2 separate regions of the Ovis aries genome follow, and region 1 is linked to region 2. A link is a contact called in public Hi-C data. All regions are on one chromosome and are shown on one strand. Each heading gives the region's core, a stretch centred on a gene start, on an enhancer-like site or on the middle of the called end of the contact. The rest is flanking DNA. Distances are from core to core; before and after follow the strand shown. Region 1 overlaps PHLPP1 (PH domain and leucine rich repeat protein phosphatase 1). Region 2 holds the start of PHLPP1 (PH domain and leucine rich repeat protein phosphatase 1).

Region 1 (5,915 bases), core at 2,340-4,839, 81 kb after region 2:
GCCCCGTATTTAGAGAACCTGGTGACGGGGGCTTCCCTCAGAAGGGATCCCATTCAGAGAGATCAAAAAGAGTCTGGGGAGGCAGAAGGAAACTGAAGAATGGGAAGGTCACAGAGGTCAGGATGCCCTGGGGCGGGCGGGTGCTTCCGGAGGGAGCTTGTTCACGGAATGACAGGGGCCGGACATAGGGGTAAAGCTTGGGGTCGGTCCTTTCCAGAGAGACCTGTGTCCCGGGGAAGGGGAGATTGCTGTGCATCCGCAGAGTTCCCGGCCTGGACCTTGCTGGTCTGCGGCCGCGGTTCTTAACAGCCTCCCTTCTGGGAGAGCCTCACAGTGGTTTCAGCTCCACGTGGTGTTTCCGGATCAGCATGACCAAGATCAAGGCAGCGTGGCTGCCGGGCCCCAGCCGGGCCCGTGTTCCCTTTTTCGGGTGGAAGCTGAGCCCTTGCCTTGCGCTGGGGGCCCCTTTCTCCCTCAGACGCCTCCCTCCCTGAGCGCCTTCCCAGGCCCCCCGGCAGCTCTTCAGTTGCTGGGAGACTGAGGCCCTGCCCTCCGTTTCGTTCCTTGTCCTCCGCGTAAAGGCTCAAAGCTGGGTCTTGCCACTCACTGCTGATTGACCCTCCTGTCCGCCCGCCTGCCCGTTTGAGCCGTCTCACTCCAGCTGCCAGTCACCGTTGCTCCGCGGCTCCTCGCACTGGGCGTCCCCGCGCAGAGCCGGCCACTCAGCTCTCCCGGGCGCCCGGCGGGGCCGCGCCTGCTGCACGCGGAGCCCTGCACACGCTGACCCCAGTCGCAGCGGTTGAGAGCTTCAGTGTCGGGCGCTGTGCCGCGCACGACGGGCACCCGATGTAGACAGCAGTTCAGCCTGTTTTTTGAATGAACAGACTGAGGCTTGGTGTAGCAGCTTGTCCCAGCCCACACCGAAAGAGTGAACCAGCACACAGCCCCGGCCCTCGGACCCCAGAGCCTGCGCTCCGCTCGGGCACCGTGCGCTAGTCCCTGGCCTGCCGCGGGCCAGCTGGAGGGCCCTCAGACTGTGGTTTGGGTGCTGGTTTCCAATGTGTCCAGTCAGCCTTCAGACCTCAGTTTGGTTTACTGATACGGATGGGTCTCATTGGTTGTTATCCACACGTATAGTGACTTTTCCCCATAACTAATTTGCTTTCCTGAAAGGTAAGTTTTCTTTAAGAAATTTAAGATCAGCATTTTAATTCTGGGCATGAGTGGCTCTCTCCAAGATTGTGATCAGCCTTCTTTAAGAACAAGTAGAAATGTCATATAGACACATCACGCTCATATATATTTCATATATATTTGGAGTGCTTTGTGTGTGTGTGTGTTTTGAGGTGAGGAGAAAGTTTGAAGTCCTTGCCTAGAACTTTTGGTAACTCAATATACTAGTTTGATTTTGGAGCTTGGAAAACAATGACTTTTCATTCCACAAGGATTTATTTTTGTGGGTAGTTTGTTACCATTTTAATCTACATTTCACAGCTTCAAGTACTAGCTCTTTTAAACATGAATCGCTTGGATTTTATATGTATTTATTGTTGATGACAAAAAAGGATGAAGGGCTCAGAACTGGTCCTTGTTACGTAGATGTTCAGAGTGGACTCTGAAGGCCTGAGGTTTGCAGAGTTGGGGGGTGTTTTTAGTGAGTATTACCGTTTTACTTTCATAATCGTGTTCAGGATTATTTAAGTAAACGGACTAGAAAGCAAAACTCTTGAGGCAGCAGAGGAGAGAGTAGGAAGAAATGGAAATCATGGACTTAACTCTGTGTAGCCTCTAACCTCGGAATTATCCATCTGTTCCAGCTTATTTTGGAATATGCCTTAATAGTGCTTTACGGGCAGAGTTGGCAGAGTCTTTTCTGTAGAGAGCTGGGTAGGAAGTATTTAAGCTTTGCAGATCCCATAAATCTCATCTGTTGCATATTCCTGTTTTGTTATTGTTTGTTTACAACCCTTTAAAATTTTACTTTAAAAATCTAAGTAATTCTTAGCTTACCAGCCATATGAAAACAAGCCACAGGCTGGACTTGGCCCCTGGGCAGTAGTTTGCAGACCCTTGCTCTGCAGGAACCCTTTCAGGTGAACCCTGTGATCCCCTGAAATCAATGTAAGCTCATCGTCCATCCCGTCCTCCAGAAAGGATGGCGTTTGTTTCCACCGGAGTTTCCAGTGCGGCCCATCTCCCCTTCCTTTCCGGGCTCACCATGGGGTCTGAATGCCGGCAACTGCTGCTTGGATTGCTAGCAGCTGCCCGCTCTGCAGATGTCTCTGCCCCCAGCCTCCGCCGTTGTTCAGCTGCTGGCTTGTGCTCTGCTCTTTGTGACCCCATAGACTGTAGCATGGCAGGCTTCCCTGACCTTCACCGTCTCCCAGAGCTGGCTCAGACTCATGTCCGTTGAGTCAGTGATCCCATCCCACCATCTCATCCTCTGTCGTCCCCTTCTCCTTCTGCCCTCAATCTTTCCCAGCATCAGGGTCTTTTCCAGTGAGTTGGCTGTTTGCATCGGAGTGTTAGAGCGTCAGCATCAGTCCTTTCAATGAATATTCAGGACTGATTTCCTTGTAGGATGGACTGGTTGGATCTCCTTGCAGTCCAAGGGACTCTGAAGAGTCTTCTCCAGCACCACAGTTCAAAAGCGTCAATTCTTTGGCTCTCAGACTTCTTTCAGTCTTCTACTGGTTTATAAACTGTCCTGTACGTAGTTCTTGAAGTAATGTTTTCTGGAAGTACAGTGACACTGTGTCGTCTTTTTACTCAGGGTACGTTAATTTCTTGTTGTGTGACACTGAAACTCTTCCTTCTTACCTCTCTCTGAAAAGTTACGGAGCGTCCCATACTTAGAACCAGCCATATAAACCATCTTACTCATTTCCTATGTGAAGCCACAGTTTGTAAAGCAGATTATATACTGTGATTAGTTTCTGGACACACCTAAAATTGTTGATCATAATGGATTTTGTTGAAGTAAATTGTTAAAAGTAAATTCCAAGCTTATAAACTTAAGGTAATATTCAGAGACTATTAACAACGGTAAATGCAGAGTCAGTCACTGGGCTTTATGGATGGATCAGCCTCTTTAGCCTTCACAGCAAACCAGTGAGGAGGGTCCCCCTTCATAGGCAAGGCACTGAGACATAGTGGAGTGAGGGGCAGTGTCGGGGCTCACGCCTCGGCTCTTATAGGCAGGGCACTGAGACATAGTGGCGTGAGGGGCAATGTTGGGGCTCACGCCTCGGCTCTTATAGGCAGGGCACTGAGACATAGTGGAGTGAGGGGCAATGTCAGGGCCCACGCCTCGGCTCTTATAGGCAGGGCACTGAGACATAGTGGAGTGAGGGGCAGTGTCGGGGCTCACGCCTCGGCTCTTATAGGCAGGGCACTGAGACATAGTGGAGTGAGGGGCAGTGTTGGGCTCACGCCTCGGCTCTTATAGGCAGGGCACTGAGACATAGTGGAGTGAGGGGCAGTGTTGGGCCCACGCCTCGGCTCTCTGGCGCCAGAATCCGCAGCTTGAACCACTGTGCTATGGTGTTTCCTCGATGAATTAATCGTTAAAAGACGACTTTGAACCCAGTAGAGGAAAGGAAGGAACCATTCAGACATAGCTTAACCTTCGCCTCTTTCCCTGCCAAGGTCCCAGCTCTCTTTGTATTTTGCTGTTTTGCCAGATAGTTTGTGAACTTGGCTGAACTTCATAGATGGAAGTATTTGAACGTTTGAAATAGGGAAGAGTTGAAGGTTATCAGAACAGAAAAGAGTACAGCTCTTTTCCTGGAGCACAGTCAGGTGCATGTAGATAGAACGTGGCAGAGACTCTATCCGTAGGCAGAGAGAAGAGAAAGCATTTGACGTGATTATTCATTGTGAAAATTTGTTAAAAACATCAAGAAAGCTCTGTTTTGGTCAGCCATCTGCTGGAAGATAGAAATGAACTTGTGAAGAGTTTGCAGTTATTTCAGAAAACTGTTGGTTCCTGTCTTGTTTGTGGATTGCATCTTGTCATCTGGATTGTTAATTGCTTGGGAAGAGAGATTTCTGTTTTCTGTTTCTTTGGCAGTCTAAGCCCAAATTGCTGTTTCTTAGAATTCTGTGTATGAGTGGGTGTTCCGTGAATGTTGACCAAGTAAGGTACAGATATGTGATCTTATTGGACAGTAGTTAACTTTGATCTTCACCTATTTGTTTCAGTTAAATCCTCAGATACTCAAGATTTTTTAAACAATGCAACCCCATTGACTGCAGCATGCCAGCTTCCCTGTCCTTCACCATCTCCTGGAGTTTGCTCAGACTCATGTCCATTGAGTCAGTGATGCCATCCAACTATCTCATCCTCTGTCCCCTTCTTCTCCTGCCCTTAATCTTTCCCAGAATTAAGGTCTTTTCCAGTGAGTCGGTTCTTCGCATCAGGTGGCCAGAGCACTGGAGCGTCAGCCAGCATCAGTCCTTCTAGTGAATTTTCAGGGCTGATCTCCTTGAGGATGGACTGGTTGGATCTCCTTGCAGTCCAAGGGCCTCTCAAAAGTCTTCTCCAACACCACAGTTCGAAAGCATCACTTCTTTGGTGCTCAGCCTCTCAAATCCATACATGACTACTGGAAAAACCATAGCTTTGACTATATGGACATTTGTCGACAAAGGTCTCTATATATACTTACTGTCAAATAAGAAGCTCACTTTGCAGAATGCATTCTGTGATGCCTGAGGTTGTAAAGACGTTACACGTGTCTTCTTTCACTCTCATAACGATCTGATTTGATGTAATTTTCATTTCACAGCTACGGAAACTGAACCCAGAGAGGTTACGTGTTCTCATTACCTGATTGGGTTGCTTTGCGTTCATACTACGTGCAGCGTTGTCCTGGGGGCTGCGCTAACAAGCACCGAGATGGAGAAGAGCAGCGGAGTGTCTGCAGCCGGGAGCTGTTCAGGAGCCTGCCAGGAGTGGCGGAGCCCCTGGGGACAGAGCTGGGCGTTGGCCCGGAGCAGCAGGGCCCCGCAGCACCCCCTCTCCAGGGCTTGTCTTTATGCCCGTGTGTATGGGCTGTGCTAAGTCGCTTCAGTCGTGTCCGACTCTTTGCAGCCCTCTGGACTGTAGCCCTCCAGGCTCCTCTGTCCATGGGATTCTCCAGGCAAGAATACTGGAGTGGGTTGCCATGCCGTCTTTTCGGGGATCTTCCCGACCCAGGGACTGAACCTGCTTCTCTTAAATCGCCTGACTTGGCAGGCTGGTTCTTCACCACTAACACCACCTGGGAAGCCCAATGTTTACCTTACTTATGGTGTAAGATAAAGAAAGGTCAGTTCTTTTTTTCCCCTTCATCTGTATGGATAGCTTGGATCCATATTGTTTTAAGTTTCAAATCAGAAGGAATAAACTATTTCAAACTGTTTTATCTAATTCAGTCACTTCCACCAATACTTTTAAATGACTTAAAATGCTCTTAATTGAAAATGATTGTTTTGTTTCTGATGTAGTATCCGAAATTGGTGTAGTATCCGAAATTGGTGTAGTATACGAAACTGCAGACAGACTGGTTTCTCTGCATGAACATCTACTTCTCTTTGTTTATGGAGAACAATGCAACAACTCAAGCTCAAGAGTTTTAGATACTATCTTTCTCCTCAGAGGTCATGTATTCATATTTTTATTGGACACAAGAAATATCCTCCAACTTTGAGGTCATCATTTGGGTATGTGTGTATAGTCAGGTGGAGAATTGGTAAATAAAATTTTTGGTAGCCTCTCACGAAAACCAGTGATTTCTGTTACCTGATTCCTTTCTAATTCAATTCTTCTAGACTGATACATCGTGATTCTGAAAAGAATACATTGGTAGATTCATAAGGAAAGGAGATTCTTCTCCCTAGTACTTATTGTTCATAGTTTTCTTTTCTCTTGC
Region 2 (5,580 bases), core at 2,785-5,284:
ACAATGCCTACATATAAACTTTCTTAGGGAAGGTATTTCTGTCTATACTATTCAGTGGGGGTGAGGGTCGGGGTAAATGATGCCTACATTTAAAAGCTTAATAAATATTTGTTGAATGAATGTCCCAGGTAATTTACATTGTTACCAGAAGTGGCAGGATTCCATGGCCTCAATTTTTTCCTCTAATACTTCATGGTTGTGACAAGAAACATCTCCCATTTATTTCTGTGAGGAACGAGAAAGAGACAAAGAATTAGGGGACAAAGAAGCATTCACTAAACTCTGAAAAGCTATCAGGCCGTGTGTATGAAGTAGGCCACCCAGTGCCAGGGGCAATCTTGATAAGAGTCCACATGGCAAGTCTGTGAGGCGTGGGCGAGCCTTAGAGAGCTGAGGTGTCACGGGAACGTGTGCGTTCAGGTTGGCCACCCTGGGCCCATTTAGTGCACTGAGTAGTTATTTGCTATCGTAGTAAAAGAGAATGAGTAAATAGTGAGCAATTTAGGGACGGTTAACCACTAGTAGCTCAAAGGATATAAAAATGTGAAACTATAATTAGATCCCTGTTATCATGTACTAACTAAACGTATTACATGGTATGTTGCATCTTTCTGAGTTTATTTCTGAACACAGCTGAGAACTTAACAATTCCGACTGAAACCATCCTCTATCAATTCATGCCTCCATTAAGATTCCAACTGCTTATATTAGAAAAAAAATTCCAAAGATGGCTTCTTTTTATCTTGGATCTAAGGATGCAAACAGGAGCAAAACACAGCAAGTCAGTTATCAATCACACAGCATAAAATAAACTGTAGCAGAAAAACTGAAAATTACATTCTCTTTTTCTATACTTAGCTGTGAAAATATTTTAACAAGTTGGCATCAGGGTTTGCAACTTTTACATCTGTTGTTTCTTTGGGGAATTATCTTTTCACATGGGAAGACGTCATTCTTTGAAAAGTGAGGCTAGTTACAACTGTGGTATTAGATTGTACATGTGGGACATTTTAGAGGGTTGGGGAGCATCTGTGAGTTACCGTGGTTTCAAGATACTGTCCTAGTCCCCATTCTGTTAAGTAGGAAAAGCTGCAATTTCATGGGTATCTGGAAAACATTTGTTCTCCACTGAAATCCTTTCCTCATTCAGAGAAATTGTACAGCAAGGCCTGGCTCATGGTCTGGGGGATGTTCCGTGATACCAGCAAACTCCAAGTTTCACTGTCATCATCACTGTCTTATTATCACTCTGAGGTTCCAGTGGGTCTGGTGTTCAGGGGGCTGTCTATGCTTTATGAACTCCTATTTCTTTCTCTCTCTCGCCTCTCACCCGCCACGTTCAGTCACTTTATTGAAGGTTTGGAAGTGGAACCAGGCAGCAGTCCCCAACTTTTTTGGCACCAGGAATGGGTTTCGTGGAAGACAGTTTCTTCATGAACTAGGGCGGGGGTAGGGGGGTAGATTCGGGATGATTCAAGGGTATTACATTTACTGGGCACTTTATTTCTAATGTTATTATTAATCAGCTCCACCTCAGATCATCAGGCATCAGACCCGGGCGGTTGAGGACCCCTAGAACCAGGGATGGGTCACACTGTGGACCCTTGCCCTTCTGCTCTCCCCTCTGATTTTTATGCCTTCGGATACAATGGGATATGATCTCTTGTAGATTATACACACTATGCCTGAAATAGTTTCTCTACATAAAAATTATATCCTTCGTTCTCCCTCCCTCCATCAAAAGAACAAAAAGGACCCACTGTTTTTGAGGCTGGACTGGACTTCCTTTTTCTCCACCCTGAGATACCTGACCGTCTTCACACCACATCTGGCAGGCAGGTAAGAAGACTCTCCAACCTCTCTCCCTGCTCCAGTGCTCTGCATACTAAATTCTCTGGCCAATGCTTTTTCTTTCATTTTTTCCAGGGGAGGTTTTTGGTTACATATACCTTCAAGGGGTAAACACAGTTCCTAAAGGACAGAAAGGCAGAGTGATGCTGACTGTGAAACTGCACAGGGTCCAGGGCTGAATAAGGGCAGCACTGTAGCCCGAGAGGGCGCACATGGAGCCTGGGCCAGGGCCGACAGTGTCTCTGACTGGAACAAAGTCCCCTTGAGTTTATCACCTTAGCTACATAAACATAACTCTAGAAAGCAGATATATGAGACTTAATGTATATTTCTTAATATACAAAAAATTAAAGAGGCTTATAGGAATCCATGAAGGAACTAAAAAATATACAGAAATGTAAATAGTCCATGTTTTAGTACTGAAATTGAACGTGCTTTTAAAGTTTAACTCAGTCTCATTTGACACCCGGTGTTTCCCCTCGTCCACACCCCTCTCACCTGCTGAGCCTCTCTGTCTCTAATCTATAAACTCTGTAAAGGCAAGGGGAGTGTCTGATTTATTCCACTGCTGTAACAGACTGCGTGGTATGTTTATAACTGTTTGTTAAATTAATTGTATCTTATGTCTCTTGGAAAAATTTGCATTCTCTCTAATTTTACAGAAGTAATTCTGAGCTGTTGATTGAATTGAAATGGAATAAACATGTTTCATGAGGCCAAGAGATAATAATTCAAAAGAAAAATATAAAAAGTCATCTACAGGAATTTCAAGAATCAAGATAATATTTTTTGTCCTGTAACTTCTACTTTTCAGTAAAACTGTGTAGATAACCCACGTACACCTTTCTCTGCCCTTATTAGTTTCTATTATTTCAGCCACAAGTTCCAGTTTCTTTCTTTTTTCTTCCCTGTTTCTCTCTCCTTCCTCTTTCCTTAAACTCCCTACCCCCAATTCACCCCCAGGTTAAGTAACTTTATTGATGTTAAGCAGGCCCGGGATTGTTTGCAGCTGCACAAGTCTTATATGTAAAAATCCAGATTTATGAAACAATACGGAGGAATGGTAATTCAATTAAAAAGGTTTACCAAATTCTTTTAAACAGTAACCTCTCTAATCCAGCCTACAATATTGTTTCAATCGACAAGAAAGTACAACTCTACGCCACGACTAACACTGCGGTCGCAGAATGTAATTTTTTCTGAATACTGAAGGAAAAACCAAGGGAAGACGTTAAAAGAGAGCGCAGGGCCCGTTTCTTCTGTCCCACGCCTCCGTTCCAGCGTTACCTCTGCTTCCCATCGCCTTCCGTGTCCTCAGTCCTTTCGGACCTCAAGCTGAGCAGGGAGAGGGCCCGTCCTCGGCCGTTCTCCTCACACAGGACCCGCGGAGGGCCGGGCCGGGGCCGCACGACTGCCTCCGGGCGAGCTCGTAGGTGGTGAGGGGAAGACCGAGCGCCCGGACCTTCGTGCCGCCTGGAGTCTGTTCGAGCCCTGTCTCAACCAGCGGGGAAAACGAAAGCCTCGGGGAGCAGGAATGGGCGGGTAACTACAAGTTCATGAACCGAACGCCGCTGAGCATCGACTCCATCAGAGGGCACCAGACCCACAGTCCGGGGCCCGCGGCGGGCCGCACGGCGGGGCGGTGCTGGAGGATCTCTGGGACTTGTAGTTCGCCACGGTCCCCCTCGGGGACGCCTGACCGCGGCCTGGAACTACAGCTCCCAGGTGGCATCGCGCACCGCCCGTCTCTCGGCCCCTCCCCTCTCGGGCCCGCGCAGGAAGGCCCCGCGCCTGGCGGCGCGGCCCCGCCCCCCGACGCCGTCCCGCTTGTTTACCCCGAGGCTCCGCCCCGCGCGCCCGCCCGCGGGGTCGCCGTCACGCGGGTGATGCATATTCATGAGGCGCGCCGCCCGCCGGCCTCCCGCCCGGCGCTCCCGGCGCGCGATTAATATTCAATGAGGCCGGCTCCGCGGCTGGCTCGACTGCGCGAGGCGAGGGGCGGGCGGGGGGCGGTGGCGGCCGGGCGGGCGCGCGGGATGGAACACCGAGACGCCGACGGAGCGCTCCGAACCGCCACATAATCGCCCGAAACGGCCGCGCGAACGCCACTGGCGGCGCCGCCGCCCCCCGCTCGCTGTGCGACCGCTGCCCCCCGAGCCGGGGCCGCGCCGAGCCCCGCCGCCATGGAGCCCGCGGCCGCGGAGACCCGCGCGGAGGGCCGGGCCGCGGCGGGCGGCCCCGGGCCCGCGCTGACCGCGGCGCCGGGCCGGGCGGGAGGCGCGGCTCGCAGGCGGCGGCGCGGCCCGGCGCCCCTGCCCGCCGCCGGCGGGGCCGCCCCGGGGCCCGGCGCCAGCTCGCTGCTGCTGAGGAGAGGCCGGCTGAAGAGGAACGCGTCCGCCGCCGCCGCCCCGCGCCCCGCCGGCCTCCCCGCCCCCGGCCCGGCCGCGGCGCCGCCGTGCTCGCGGAGCCTGGACCGCCGGGCGCTGCTCCCGCGACCCCGGCAGATGCTGCCGCTGCAGCCGTCGGACCGGGACTGGGTGCGGCACCAGCTCCAGCGCGGCTGCGTGCACGTCCTCGACCGTCACCCGGCCGCCAGCCGCCTGCGCCCGGTGCTCTGCACGCTGGACACCACGGCCGGCGAGGTGGCCTCCCGCCTGCTGCAGGCGGGCCCCAGGGCCGGCGGCGTGCTGAAGGTGCCGGGCCGGGCCCCCGCGGGGCCGCCGCCCGGGAAGGCCGCGCTGCCCGCCGTCGGGGGGCCGCCGCCGCGCCGCGCCTCCCGCGCCGGCCCCGCGCCCGCGGGCTGCAGCCCGGGCTCCCCGCGGGCCCCGGACGGCGCGGGCCGGACCCCCGAGCCCGAGAGCCCCGGGCCGAGCCCGGGCGCCGAGGGCGCGTCGCGCCCGCCGGATCCCTACTGTTCATCGTCGTCCGAGGAGCTCGAGGCTGACCCGGGCCAGCCCCGCCTGCGCGGCCGCTCGTCGGGCTCCCGGCCGCTCTCCCCGGCCGCCTCCCCACCTCCGCCGACGGCCCCGAGGGGCGTCGAGGGCTCGGGCGGCGCCGCCCGCGACCGGCCGGCGGAGGAGAGCCCGGGCGGGGACGCGGCGGCCGCGGAGAAGGCGCCCCCGCCGCCCACCCTGTATGTGCAGCTGCACGGGGAGACCGCGCGGCGCCTGGAGGCGGACGAGAAGCCGCTGCAGATCCAGAACGACTACCTCTTCCAGCTGGGCTTCGGGGCGCTGTGGAGGGTGCAGGAGGAGGGCCTGGACTCGGAGGTTGGCTGCCTCATCCGCTTCTATGCAGGTAAGGCGGTCACCTGCACGCGCGCCCTCGGGGCTCTGTTAGCCCTTCGCCGCTCGCGCGGAAGACCGGTGGGACCCAGCCGAGCGGTTCCCGCCGCGGGTGCGGGGCAGGCGGCGGGGCCGCGGGCGCACATGTTCCTGAGAGGGGCCCTGCAGTGACAGTGCCGCCTTCGGGCTGCGGGGCTTGGGGCTTCAGGGCAACTTCACGTGCCGTGAAACTAGCGGAGGGAAAGGACCGCGGGAAACCCGGAGCACCCGGCCTGCGTCCGGCCTTGCGCGGCCGGCGGCGCCCGCCCGGAGCTCAGTCCGGGTCGGCCGGTGCCCTGCTCCTGCTCCCCGTCCTGTCCTTTGCCCACTTAGTCCTCGGTGGAACCCGGCAGCCACGATCCTCTTTAGTGATGCTTTTCTTCAGCGCTTCTTGGCTTTGTTTCAG

What was found. Hi-C and Micro-C count contacts between places; a contact is called where the count stands out from the background.
Region 1: a Hi-C map of liver shows a contact between it and region 2, with 2.0 times the contacts expected there. The contact joins the enhancer-like site here to the promoter of PHLPP1 in region 2. A contact is called at or near these places in 3 of 16 Hi-C or Micro-C datasets (hypothalamus, liver and mixed tissues).

The regions. Positions count from the first base shown.
Region 1 is chr23:61,440,307-61,446,221 of ARS-UI_Ramb_v3.0, forward strand. The region is part of intron 1 of PHLPP1 (PH domain and leucine rich repeat protein phosphatase 1); the gene reads left to right. Among named protein-coding and RNA genes, the nearest start is that of PHLPP1, 81 kb to the left of the region's middle. Within about 2 kb of position 3,590, at least 6 of the 54 cell types and tissues checked have an H3K27ac peak or open chromatin away from gene starts, as enhancers often do. A contact at or near this core is called in liver, where this site is marked.
Region 2 is chr23:61,358,557-61,364,136 of ARS-UI_Ramb_v3.0, forward strand. PHLPP1 (PH domain and leucine rich repeat protein phosphatase 1) reads left to right here and starts at 4,035. Exons shown (of 17, transcript XM_042239364.1): 1 at 4,035-5,148. The coding sequence starts at 4,035. It overlaps LOC114110432 (a long non-coding RNA gene), which reads right to left and starts at 3,463. Exons shown (of 4, transcript XR_009598183.1): 1 at 3,139-3,463; 2 at 88-225.